2 separate regions of the Danio rerio genome follow, and region 1 is linked to region 2. Evidence: chromatin contacts called from public Hi-C data. All regions are on one chromosome and are shown on one strand. Each heading gives the region's core, a stretch centred on a gene start, on an enhancer-like site or on the middle of the called end of the contact. The rest is flanking DNA. Distances are from core to core; before and after follow the strand shown. Region 1 holds the start of myoz2a (myozenin 2a). Region 2 holds the start of frem1a (Fras1 related extracellular matrix 1a).

Region 1 (6,107 bases), core at 1,850-4,349, 190 kb before region 2:
TATTCCCCAGTTCTGGGTTGCAGCTGAAAGGGTATCGCTGTGTAAGACATATGCTGGATAAGTTGGCGGTTCATTCCGCTGTGGCGATCCCTGAAAAATAAGGGACTAAGCCAAAGGAAAATTTATGAATGAATGAATAAATGAAAAGGCAAGGCAGTGGCGCAGTAGGTAGTGCTGTCGCCTTACAGCAAGAAGGTCGCTGGTTCGAACCTCGGCTCAGTTGGTGTTTCTGTGTAGAGTTTGCATGTTCTCCCTGCCTTCGTGTGGGTTTCCTCCGGGTGCTCCGGTTTCCCCCACAGTCCAAAGACATGCGGTACAGGTGAATTGAGTAGGCTAAATTGTCCTGTGTGTGTGTGTGTGTGTGTGTGTGTGTGTGTGTGTGTGTGTGTGTGTGTGTGTGTGTGTGTGTGTGTGTGTGTGTGTGTGTGTGTGTGTGTGTGTGTGTGTGTGTGTGTGTGTGTGTGTGTGTGTGTGTGTGTGTGTGTGTGTGTGTGTGTGTGTGTGTGTGTGTGTGTGTGTGTGTGTGTGTGTGTGTGTGTGTGTGTGTGTGTGTGTTTTCCAGAGATGGGTTGCGGCTGGAAGGGCATCCGCTGTGTAAAAACTTGCCCGATAAGTTGGCAGTTCATTCCGCTGTGGCGACCCCGGATTAATAAAGGGACTTAGTTGACAAGAAAATGAATGAATAAATGAACGCAGGAAGGAAGATATGCTGAAGAATGTTGAGAGGAAAAACAACTATAGACTATTTTATTTTTCCTTCCTACTACACGTGTTTCAGAATGAATGTTTTGTGTTCAACAGAATTAAGAAACTCTTAAAACCACTCAAGAGAGAGTCATTTTTGGATGAACTATCCCGCTAGGACATTAATGCTTGTTTGATTTACAGTCTGCAGCTCCACATTCTGAAAGTGACTGAAACAAAACCCTGCTCTGCACCTCTATTAAAGTAACATGTTCAGAAATCTCTACATGGATTTAGTTTGATTTTTAGAGGAGAAATGTGTGTGCAGACGTCAAGCAGTCTAGAAATCAGGCCTGGGGGAGAGTTGCTTTCAGCACTCAGTCTGTAACAAACCGCTGTCTTGTTATATAACGTTTGGGATGGTCTGGCTGGACGCCTGAACTTGTGCTCGTCAAACTATGCGGCAGCTGACACTGAAGACTGAACCCTGTTTTAAATATGGCTTCTGCTATTAATCTGCTACTTGTGATAAATAATATACGCCGAAGGAAAACGTACGTTGGAGTGCTGAAAAAAAATATTCAGAGATGATTTATTGGATTTACTCAACTTTTTATGTTAAGTGGTTGTAAACAATTTATTTGTGTTGAATTTAAACAAACAAATTAGGTTGAACATTATTAAACTTAATTTGTTTGTTTAAATTCAACACAAATAAATTGTTTGCAACAGTTCTGCATGCAGGGCGAGGCAGTGGTGCAGTAGCCTCACAGCAAGAAAGTCGCTGGGTCGCTGATTCGAACCTCGACTCAGTTAGTGTTTCTGTGTGGAGTTTGCATGTTCTCCCTGCCTTCGCGTGGGTTTCCTCCGGGTGCTCCGGTTTCCCCCACATTCCAAAGACATGCGGTACAGGTGAATTGGGTAGGCTAAATTGTCCATAGTGTATGAGTGTGTGTGTGATTGGTGTGTGGATGCTTCCCACAGACGGATTGCAGCTGGAAGGGCATCCGCTGCGTAAAAACTTGCTTAATAAGTTGGCGGTTCATTCCGCTGTGGTGACCCCGGATTAATAAAGGGACTAAGCCGACAAGAAAATGAATGAATGAATGAGTTCTGCATGCAACACTTTTTTCAGGGGCCATACTAGATAGGATGCAAAAAATATTCCCTAACACTTTAATGAAACGGATGCTTATAAGGCTAAGACGCAACTTAGAGTTGTGAGGCATAAATAATTATGTAAATTTCAATTTGCAGGACGTAAAACTAGAACTATTCCTACATTTTACAAATAAAAAAAGTTTACATCTCACAATTATGATTGTGTGTCTCTAAATTCTGATCATTATTTCTTGCACTTGAAAATTGACATCTTGTAGTTCTGACTTTTTGTAATCTACTTTTACATCCAGCTAATTTTGACAATTGAAGAGTTCAGATGCGAAAACCTCTAAGAGCCATCTGAAATGTTCGTCTAATATGAGCATTTTTTTCAGGCTCTTTTCTTAATTCTGTAATTTTATGGCAAAGAATAGTTTTTTTTTTATCGATTTTAATATGAAATAATTGAACATAATCATAAGAGGCTGACAAAAATGCTCATTGTTGAAGAAAATTCCAGATTTTCGCATCTCAATTCTTGCTTTACATCTCCTGGTTCTGATCCTACATCTCACAGTAGCTGCGTCTCATTTCAGGGTCTGCATCCTCCAAAGGATGCATTCAAAGAGCATGTGTCAAGTTGTGCTTGCTAACATTAGTTAACGCACTGTGAGTTAGCATGAACTAACATTATTTGATGGCTGATCAGACATTTGCGTTAACAAGCAGTTGGACAGGTGTACCTAATAAAGTGGCCGGTGAGCGTAAGTCTGTAAAATAACAGAATATGTATAGTGGCAAGGTTTTTGTAGCATCATATACAACACCATTCAGACAATATATCACTTTTAAACTATTAAAAATGTTAATAAAGGTTCGTTTTTAACCTTTTCTAGGTTCAAAGTTGCTGGAAGAAAGATCAAGATCCCATAATGCATATGCATAAATAAACAGAGCTAAAATAAAAAACATGAATCGCAAAATACAAAAAACTGCGGATATTTTTTTACAGTGTCGTCCATGTTGACCACAACTTTGTTTGACCAATCCCGAACCCCAGAACGACCCGTAATGAGTGAACTGTGCAAACACAGTGAAGTCATAACCTGAGCAGACACCTGCTGTCTCCGTTACACTCCAAACGGTTAACGTGCGTCTGTCAGTGTGTGTGATCAGTGCTATTTATAACCGTGTGCTATTGAAAGCGGACAGACGAGCAGCCGGTCCTCCCTCTGACACCCTTCACCCCTGCGGTCCAGAGGGTCTCAGTCCCGTCCCACACAGGGAACAAGCACATTCAGCCCTCATCCAGACACAACTGACCCAGCACAGGTATAGTAAACCAGTCTGATGCACGTGATTATCGCATTGCATGAATTTGTGGGTTGTGTGTGCACTGTAAAATAAGTTGCTGGCTTCAATATTTAAGTTGAATCTAGTCAGTTCCACTTACTAACAGTACTTGTGCACTGTCAAAATTGACTACCCTTTGGTTATGTTCGGGGCTGTTTTTGCCCCATTGACTTCCATTGTAACCACATTTTTATGATTGCAAAGACATGACAGCATACAACCTTGTATTCTTGATTGTTGGTGGTTTTCTCTGCTGGGAAGAGGTCAGATTTGTCATTTTTATTGTTGATAATCAGTTGACAGTGATAGCCTGTGCAAAACAGTTTCTGGCATTTACAGTATATGGAATTTCATGGTATAAAACAGCAGATTATAGTGTCTGTGTGCATAAATACACTTACTACTTACTATGTTTAGAGAGCTGAGAGGTTTATTTTGATTTTATAAAGCATATCAAGGTATATGTGCAAAGGTCTTTCTCTCTCTTTCTCTCTCTCAGACATACACAAGCACACACACTGTACTACATATAAAAGCTAGAAACTAAGCTTTTTTTTTGCACTGCAACTGATGATAAACAATGAAAATGACAAGTTTGATCTCTTCCTAACAGGAAAAACCAGCAACAATCATGAATGCAAGAGGTGTCATGGCTTTGCAATCAAAAAACGTGATTATAAAGGAAGTCAATGGGGGCAAAAACAGCCCAGAACATAACAAAAGGGTAGTAAATTTGCCCAGAGTGCATTGTTGAGTTTTTTAAAAATGCCAAAAGCATTTTCCCAAAATATGTGCCAAAAAGAGATTTGTTACCAAAAGTCATTCCATTTGCTGAAACAGAGGACGTCATGCCAGATTAAGAGTCAAAATCACCCACATGCCTAACAGCACACACAGGCTAAGACTCTAAGTTGAAACTAGCATAACAAAAAAACAACTAAACTGAAATGTGACCTTGGAGCACAAAACTTAAGTAAAGTCTTGAGTTGGACACACTCTAAAAATGCTGGGTTACTTTAACCCAGTGTTGGGTCAACTATGGAAACCACCAACTATTGGGTTTAAAAGTGTTATTTAAATTCAGTTGAAAGATTTACGTAACAATTTTAAAACTTTAAAGTTGTCAATATTTGACCCAATGTTGGCTTAAAACAACCCAGCATTTTTAGAGCGCATTTATATTTGTAGGAATAGCCAAAAGCACATTGTATGAGATCCAATAAAGTATTTATTTTGTGCCATCCCAAAGAGGGAAGAAATCACTTTCACGAACGCTCACGCTCAATCTGCCCAGTTGGTGGAATGAACTCCCTAACTGCATCAGAACAGCAGAGTCACTCGCTACTTTCAAGAAACGACTAAAAACTCAACTATTTAGTCTCCACTACACTTCTTAATCTGCAATTGCCTCTCTGAATATCACACTAACTGTACCCCAAAAAAATAAATAAATAAAAAAAAAAAACTAATACTACTAATACTTCCCTTCTTAGACTTTACAGAACTGAAACTTGCCTATAGCACTTATTCATTGTTGCTCTTAGTTGTGTAAATTGTTTCCTTGTCCTCATTTGTAAGTCGCTTTGGATAAAAGCGTCTGCTAAATGACTAAATGTAAATGTAAATGCCATAATTAAAAGAAAATTACATACATTTTGTAAATATTTCACAACAATTATATCAAAGCGTATGGTTTGATAAGTAATATGCACTGCTAAGAACTTAATTTGAGCAATTTTAAAGGTGATTTTCTTTTAAATGTGTATGATTAAAATCTAATATTCATATATTACTGTAACTAGTTTATTTTTGAATAGTTTTAGTGCATTAGAACATTAACACTGGTGGGTGTTCGGTCCAGTCGAACCAGCTTTTCCAGGGTTTCTGCAGGTTTCACCAAGTTAAATTTAAGACTTTTTAAGACTCATAAAGGGCTGAACATTAATGCATTTTTCAAATGGCCCAGATGGAAAAGTTTTATTTGCCTTTTCAAATAAATTGTATTATAATTGAATACATCTTATAATACAATTATATATTAATAACAAAAATATATATATTTTTTAGATATTTCTAAGCAAAATATTTTAAATATTGTATAAATACAAGCAAGCTCCACTTGTATCCACCTAGCAAGCACACAACTTCATAAGACGTTAATATTAGGTTCGATTTAGGTCATGGCGTCCAAAATTCAATGTCTAGCCAGCATCTAAGGATAACGTTATTTTGACGTCCAATAACAACGTCAACTTACGTTGATATTCGGTTGATTTTAGGTTGTGTTGAAAAGTGACCAAAATCCAACATCTGATAGATGTCATAGTGGTAACGTCCACACATTGTCAATGTGTAACATGACATTGATATTTGGTTGATTTTAGGTTGTGTTGAAAAGTGACCAAAATCCAACATCTGAAAGACGTCATAGTGGTAACGTCCACACAACGTCAAGGTGATTAGACATTGATATTTGGTTGATCTTAGGTTGGACGTTGGACATTGACGTTGGCCTGATGTTGGGTTCTGACGTCAACCCAATTTTCATTTCCAAACAAAGTGCAATGTTCCCATGACGTTGGGGTGTGTTCGGGTTAAACGTCAATATGACATTATGTTGATGTGCTGTGCCTGCAGGGCATACACTTTTTTTTCCAACATCATTTTTAAAATAAAAAAAATGATCAAATGTTTTAAACGTTTTAATAAATTTAATAAACTAAATCTATCCACAACAATCTGTTCAGGCTGGTGCCCTCAGCAGTAAATACACGGACCACTTTTAAACAAATGTTATTGTAAGGAAACTAATTAAACCATTTTGGTAAATAGAGTTAAAAACTACCTTTTTTAAAATAAAGTTTTATTGAGATGATTTCTTTAAAATGTGTATGATAAAAATCTAATATTCATAAGTTACGGAAACTAGTTTAGTTTTGAATAGTTTTAGTGCATTAGAACATCAACAC
Region 2 (6,444 bases), core at 2,463-4,962:
TATATTATTTAGAAATTTAAAAAAAATACAATAAGATTATTTAATATAAATTCCAACGACAAGTCTTGAATTAAGTTCTATAAATGATATAAAAAACTTAAATATTCATATGCATGCAGATACTTATGTATTTATACTCTTTTAGCTACTAACATAATCTAGATTGATACTTTTTTTCTATAAATGGTGTAAAAAAGTTTTTAAAAATAACTTCAAGATATTTCTTATAAAAGCAAGTCCTATTTAAATATGTCTCTCAACTAGTTGCATCATATTTTCAGGCTGTTTCATTTTCTCTGCCTAAAAACAAAACAAAGACACTTATTACGCAAATAATATTTCAAGGTACAAGCTCCTTGTTAAAAGACAAGGCCATGCAAACTATCATTTCCTGCTGCTATTACAGCTCAAATATTAGAGTCACACGGGAAAAGTGTGCGTTCCTGTCTGAAGAAGTGGCGATTCAGTACAGCTGGACTGACTGGAGACACACAGATCCTCACTGCTCGGCTCTGCTTCTCATCTGGCTAATGACAGGGTGAAACCAGCAGCCAGTTATTTCCATAGCAGAGATAGCGAGCCCAGAGAGCCCTCATCTCCACTCTTTAAAGAGCTCAGGCCCCTGTTTAGCAGAATACCAGCACTGTCTGCAATGCTGAACACCTCAGCCCACCAAAATAACAGGAGGATTGTTGTAATTCTGAATTAAGGTGCACTAATTGATTTATGAAAATGAGAAGGAGTCTGATAAATCACATGATTTACACTTGATGTTTCAGTTAGATCTTTGTGTAAATGTATTTATTTGTGAAAACAATTTGTAAAGTACTAAAAGCTCAATACCTTTTTTTGCATGGTGATTTAAATGCAGCCAATTACGTATTTCTATATACATTTCTGGAGAGCGCCAAATACATCCCAGGAGGCACATTTTTTGTAGTTTTTGCAAATCTGCCAGAGGGCGCTGTGTGTGCTTTTTCAGATCTCAAATCTCTCTCGCGAGTGCCATTCACACCTGCTCTTCTCACGTAAATCCACCAGAGGCCGCTATTGACTGACTTACCAACTAACTGACTAACCAACCTTCGCCAGACTCAAACCTTGTCGTCATGGCCAACTCCGCTCTGTGTCTCAAATCCTCCTACAAACTCAGCGAGTCACTGGACAAACTGGTAACAGCGGAAAAGCCACCTATATGGATGTAAGCAGTCATATCACGCAGTAGTGTTCGTTTTAAAGACGAAATGCAGCCATGCATACCTCTGGCTACATAATTTGCGCTCTCCAAAAATGCCTACAGGGCTACGTTTTCAGAATCAGCCTGTGTTGTTTAAATGCTTGTTTTGAACTACTAAAATAGTCATTAAAAGTCAACTTGTTCCAAAATCAAAACACAAAAATTTGAATGCATCATTTTGTTTTCCTTTGGCTTAGTCCCTTATTCATCAGGGGTCGCCACAGTGGAATGAACCGGCAACTATTCCGGCATATGTTTTACGCAGCAGATGCCTTTCCAGCCGCTACCCTGTACTAGGAAACACGCATACTCTTGCTTGAATGCATACATTTACATAAAATCACCTGTTAATCACCGGTCACACAGCTGTTTATTAACCAATATTATTAAAGCTGAAATTCATAAAATTGTACAATTAATGCAAGATAAATTCACAATGTCACAAAAATAACTCCTAATAGCACTTTTTTTTCAATATTTTAGGATGTAAATCGTTTAGCCTGGGGGGAGTTGGCACTGTCGCCTTACAGCAGTCAGTTGGCATTACTGTGTTTGCATGTTCTCCCCATGATGGCGTGGATTTCCTCCGGGTGCTCCAGTTTTCCCCTTCAGTACACAGACATGCGCTTAAGGTGAACTGAATAAGCTAAGTTGGTCTTAGTGGTTGTGTGTGAATGAGAGAGTATGGGTGTTTCCCACTGTTGGGTTGCTGAAAGGGCATCCGTTGTGTAAAACATGGCTGGATAAGTTGCCAGTTCATTCTGCTGTGGCGACCCCTGATCAATAAATGGACTAGGATGAAGGAAAATGAATGAACGAATGAATTGTTTCACTGTTTTTAATTTGGCATGATAATGATTTGTTTGTTTTTTTACTCAGAAATTGCATTTCAATTGTGCGTGAGGAATTCATTCATTCATTCATTCATTCATTCTCTTTTCGGCTTAGTATCTCTATTAATCCAGGGTCGCCACAGTGGAATGAACCGCCAACTTATGCAGCACGTTTTTACGCAGCGGATGCTCTTCCAGCCGCAACCCATCTCTGGGAAACATCCACACACACTCATTTACACTCATACACTACGGACAATTCAGCCTACCCAATTCACCTGTACAGCATGTCTTTGGACATTGGGGGAAACCGGAGCACCCGGAAGAAACCCACGCGAACGCCGGGAGAACATGCAAACTCCACACAGAATCGCCAACTGACTCACTTGAACCAGCGACTTTCTTGCTGTGAGGCACCAGCACTACCTACTGCGCCACTGCGTCGCCCGGGTAGTTGAATTAATATATGTTATTATATTGTTATTTCAACCTGTATGCGTTGTTAATAATAATTTAAATTAATAATAATAATAAGGGGGCGGCCCTGTGGTGCAGTGGGTAGCGCTGTCTTAAATCAAGAAACTTTTTTAAGACAAGCAAAAAATATTGTCTTTTTGAAATGTATTGACTTCATTTTTAAAGAGGCCGTTCACCCAAAAATGAACTCACTTAATAATTAATAAACATAAAATAATTAAGATATTGTGAGGAAAGCTGTTAACATCCACTGCAAAAAAACTAAACAAAAAGAAAGCCTTTCTTACTTAGAGTTTTTTACTTGTTTCTAGTCCAAATATCTAACAATTTTTAAATCCAGAAACATTTTCCAAACAAGCAAAAACATTGTCTTGTTTTTAGAAATAATAAGTCAAAATCAAAAGACTTTTAGAGATAAGCTTCGATTTTTAGAAATAAGCTGGCCATCTGAAACCATTGACTTCCATAGGACTTGTTTTTCATACTATGGTTGTCAATTCTGCAAACATGCTAGTGAGTTTTTCCCTAATACAAGCAAAATAATCAGCCAATGGTGAAAGCAAACATAAATAAATCTTATTTCAAAGCAAAAAATATGTTTATTTTACTTATTTTATGACATTTATATTATATTTAGCTTGTTTTAAGGAAAAACTCACTAGCATGTTTGCAATCTTGACTTCCACAGTATGAAAAACAAATCCTATGGAAGTCGGTTTTAGTTTTCCAGCTTGTTTCAAAACATCTTTTGACTTTGACTTATTATTTCTGAAAACAAGACCATCTTTTTTGCCTGTCTAGAAAATGTTTCTGGATTGGTTTCAGCTTTTCAGCTTTTTTTAAAACATCTTCTTTTATGTTAAGCAGAAGAAAGAGGCTCAAACTGATTTTGGAACAAGTAAAGGGTGAGTAAATGATGACAGAGTTTTCATTTTCAGCTGAACTGTCCCTTTAATAGGATTTCCATGAATGAAAACACTAGCACACACACACACATACACGAAAAACAAACACATAGTAAATCAGACAAGTTCCTACCTGAACTCATGGCTCTTATCACGCCACAACGGTTGTTTGTGGTCTCTGCTTTCCACAGCACAAAGTCTCAATGGCCGTCCAAACACTCCTGAGGAGAGATGGGAAAACTGGAGGAGGTGGGACTGTCCTGCACTGGGGGATTTAGGGAGGAGTGAGGCTGTACGGAGAGAGCAGAAAGTGCACAGGCAAACAGAAAGGACGGACCAAAAAGAGAGATCAAAGAAAACACGGCGTCACATAATGACAGATTGAGGAGATTTTCATTAAAGGCTGTCTATATGACAAAGCCCAGGTGAAAAAAATATATAATTAAATGCAATTAAAATACATTTAAATACCCGCAAATACATTTTTAGTACATTGTTATTTTTGTGTTAAATAAAAGTTTGATGGTTTTACATTATAAATATACTAATTAAAATGATGTTTATACTTTAGTAGGACTTTAGTACACTTGATTAAAGTATACCAAATACTAGTAATATTTAAATAAATTTTTAGTGTACTACAATAAAGTACACTACAGAAAAAACATCCAAAAGAGTTTTATTAGTGTGTTTTTCAAAAGTGTGCTTTAAATGCTTTAAACATTAGTTGATTTTTAGTACACTGTTTACATACTAATCCTAACTTTAAAATAAGTTAATATATAAAAAATCTATTAGTAATGTATTGTAGTAGAAGTTCATTTTCCCAAAAGTTGTACTTTAGTACACTTAATGTAAATGCAATATTATCACTAACACTTAAATTGATTTTGAGTGTGGTAAATTTAAGTTTACCTTAAATTGACTTTATTAAAAATCTATTAGTAATGTATTGTAGTAGAAGTACATTTTCCCAAAATGTCTTTACATTTCACATATGTGCTGTAATGTTGCATCTTATTTAAATTTTTGTGTTCTCAGTTTTTGCTAAGTTTTTGTTCCCTTCCATAAGGTGTTTTTGGACTTGTGGTTTTTTGCACAAAAAGATTAAAGTGTTTTGATGAAGCGCAGATGCTGTTTTCTTTGTACACACAGAATCCCTTCAAACTATATTCTTTAAATAAATGTTTAGTATTTTAAAAGCACATTTTAGATCAGCTTCATGGTGTCTCATAATAGCAGAGTTGAGTACACTTAGATGTACTTAAGTTTATCTTAAAAAGTACTTAATACAAATTATTAGTACATTAAATACAAAATTAGTTTGGGAAAATAGAGCACTTTTAATACAGTATTTAGCACACTTTTTTACATTTTGTATATTCTTTTAATAAATTACTATTATATTTTAAATTACTCATAAATACATTTAAATGTTTAAAATTAGGGTTCAAGTGTATTTCTAGTTGTAACTAAATGTATTTTTAAAAATACAGATATGGTATGTTAAAGGCACATTTAAGTTCAACATCAGGGTGTTTTAAAATAGCACAGTTGAGTACACTTAGATGGTATTAAGTTTATCTTAACATACTTAATTCTATCTTTTAGTACATTAAGTACAAAATTAGTGTGCGAAAATAGAGCACTTTTAGTACATTACTGAGAAGTGTACTAAATAAAGTGCATTTTAGTGCACTTTTTTTTACCTCGCAGAATAGCATGTTTGTTCACAGAAGGTGGGAAATCAGCTAATAAGAGTCTCTAAATGGGTTTATAAATAATATGGACTACAGTTGTTGTTATTGTTGTTGCTGCTGCTGTTTTGTTTTTTCTTTAAAAAACATTGGTAACACTTTACAATAACAGTACATGAATAATGATGTATTAATATGTAAACTAAACAATAGCTTATTATGAATTAATGATGAGTTAAGGTCTGCACTAATCATCAATTAACTTTAACTACAACATGAGTCATATGAGTTCATGTGTGAGTGATGACTACCTTAATTACTTGTTAGTACATGATTGTTAATTATTGTATTAATTACCATATTAGTTTATGCTTAATTTAACCATGGTGAACTCATGATATGTTAATGTATAATTATGTTGTGATTTTACTTGGAGGTTCACATCATCATTAACCCATTCTTAACTACTCATGAACTCCTTATGCACGTCCAACTAGTGAGTTTACACTGAATAACCATAGAAAAGTGTTTTGTCAGCATCAACATGAACAGGAGCTCATGAGTAGTTAAGGATGAGTTAATAGTGATGTGCGCCTCCAAGTAAAGTCATGACATAACTATACATTAACAGCTCATGAGTTCATGTTATTTACATTTAGCTTAAACTTAAATGTTAATTAATACATTAATTAACAACATGAACTAACAAGTAATTAAGGTAGTCATCATTCACACATGAACTCATTCTGTAGTTAAAGGTAATTCATGATTAGTGCATACCTTAGCTCATCATTAATTCATAATATAGTAATGTTTAGTTTACATATTAATACACCATTATTCATGTACTGTTATTGTAAAGTGTTACCAAAATATTACTGCCTACAAAAAAAATACTTTTCTTATTTGGAGTTTATTTGGCTTATATATAGTCCAAATATCTAAAAATTATTTTTTCAAATATATATATATATATATATATATATATATATATATATATATATATATATATATATATATATATATATATATTTATATATTGTTATAATATAATATAAAAATTAAAGACTGATGGTTGTTTATGGTATGTTGTTGTTTCTTTAATGCAATGATTTACTATCTTCCGTGGGTTATGAAAAAAATATGGTAATTCAAAAAGTTTCATAAAATTTATTTGAGTTTTGGAAATCACCAAGCGACCCCTTGTCATTGTCCAGCGACCCCCCAGGGGGTCCCGACCCCCACTTTGAGAACCTCTGGTCTAAATGACAAAAAATAGCATGTTTGTTCACAGG

What was found. A called contact is a pair of places that touch in the nucleus more often than the background predicts.
Region 1: a contact with region 2 is called in a Hi-C map of an unstated tissue, with 2.6 times the contacts expected there. The contact joins the promoter of myoz2a here to the promoter of frem1a in region 2. A contact is called at or near these places in 2 of 18 Hi-C or Micro-C datasets (caudal fin and an unstated tissue).

The regions. Positions count from the first base shown.
Region 1 is chr7:75,377,727-75,383,833 of GRCz12tu, reverse strand. It overlaps myoz2a (myozenin 2a), which reads left to right and starts at 3,099. Exons shown (of 6, transcript NM_200899.1): 1 at 3,099-3,117.
Region 2 is chr7:75,184,338-75,190,781 of GRCz12tu, reverse strand. frem1a (Fras1 related extracellular matrix 1a) reads right to left here and starts at 3,712. Exons shown (of 37, transcript NM_001190308.2): 1 at 3,586-3,712.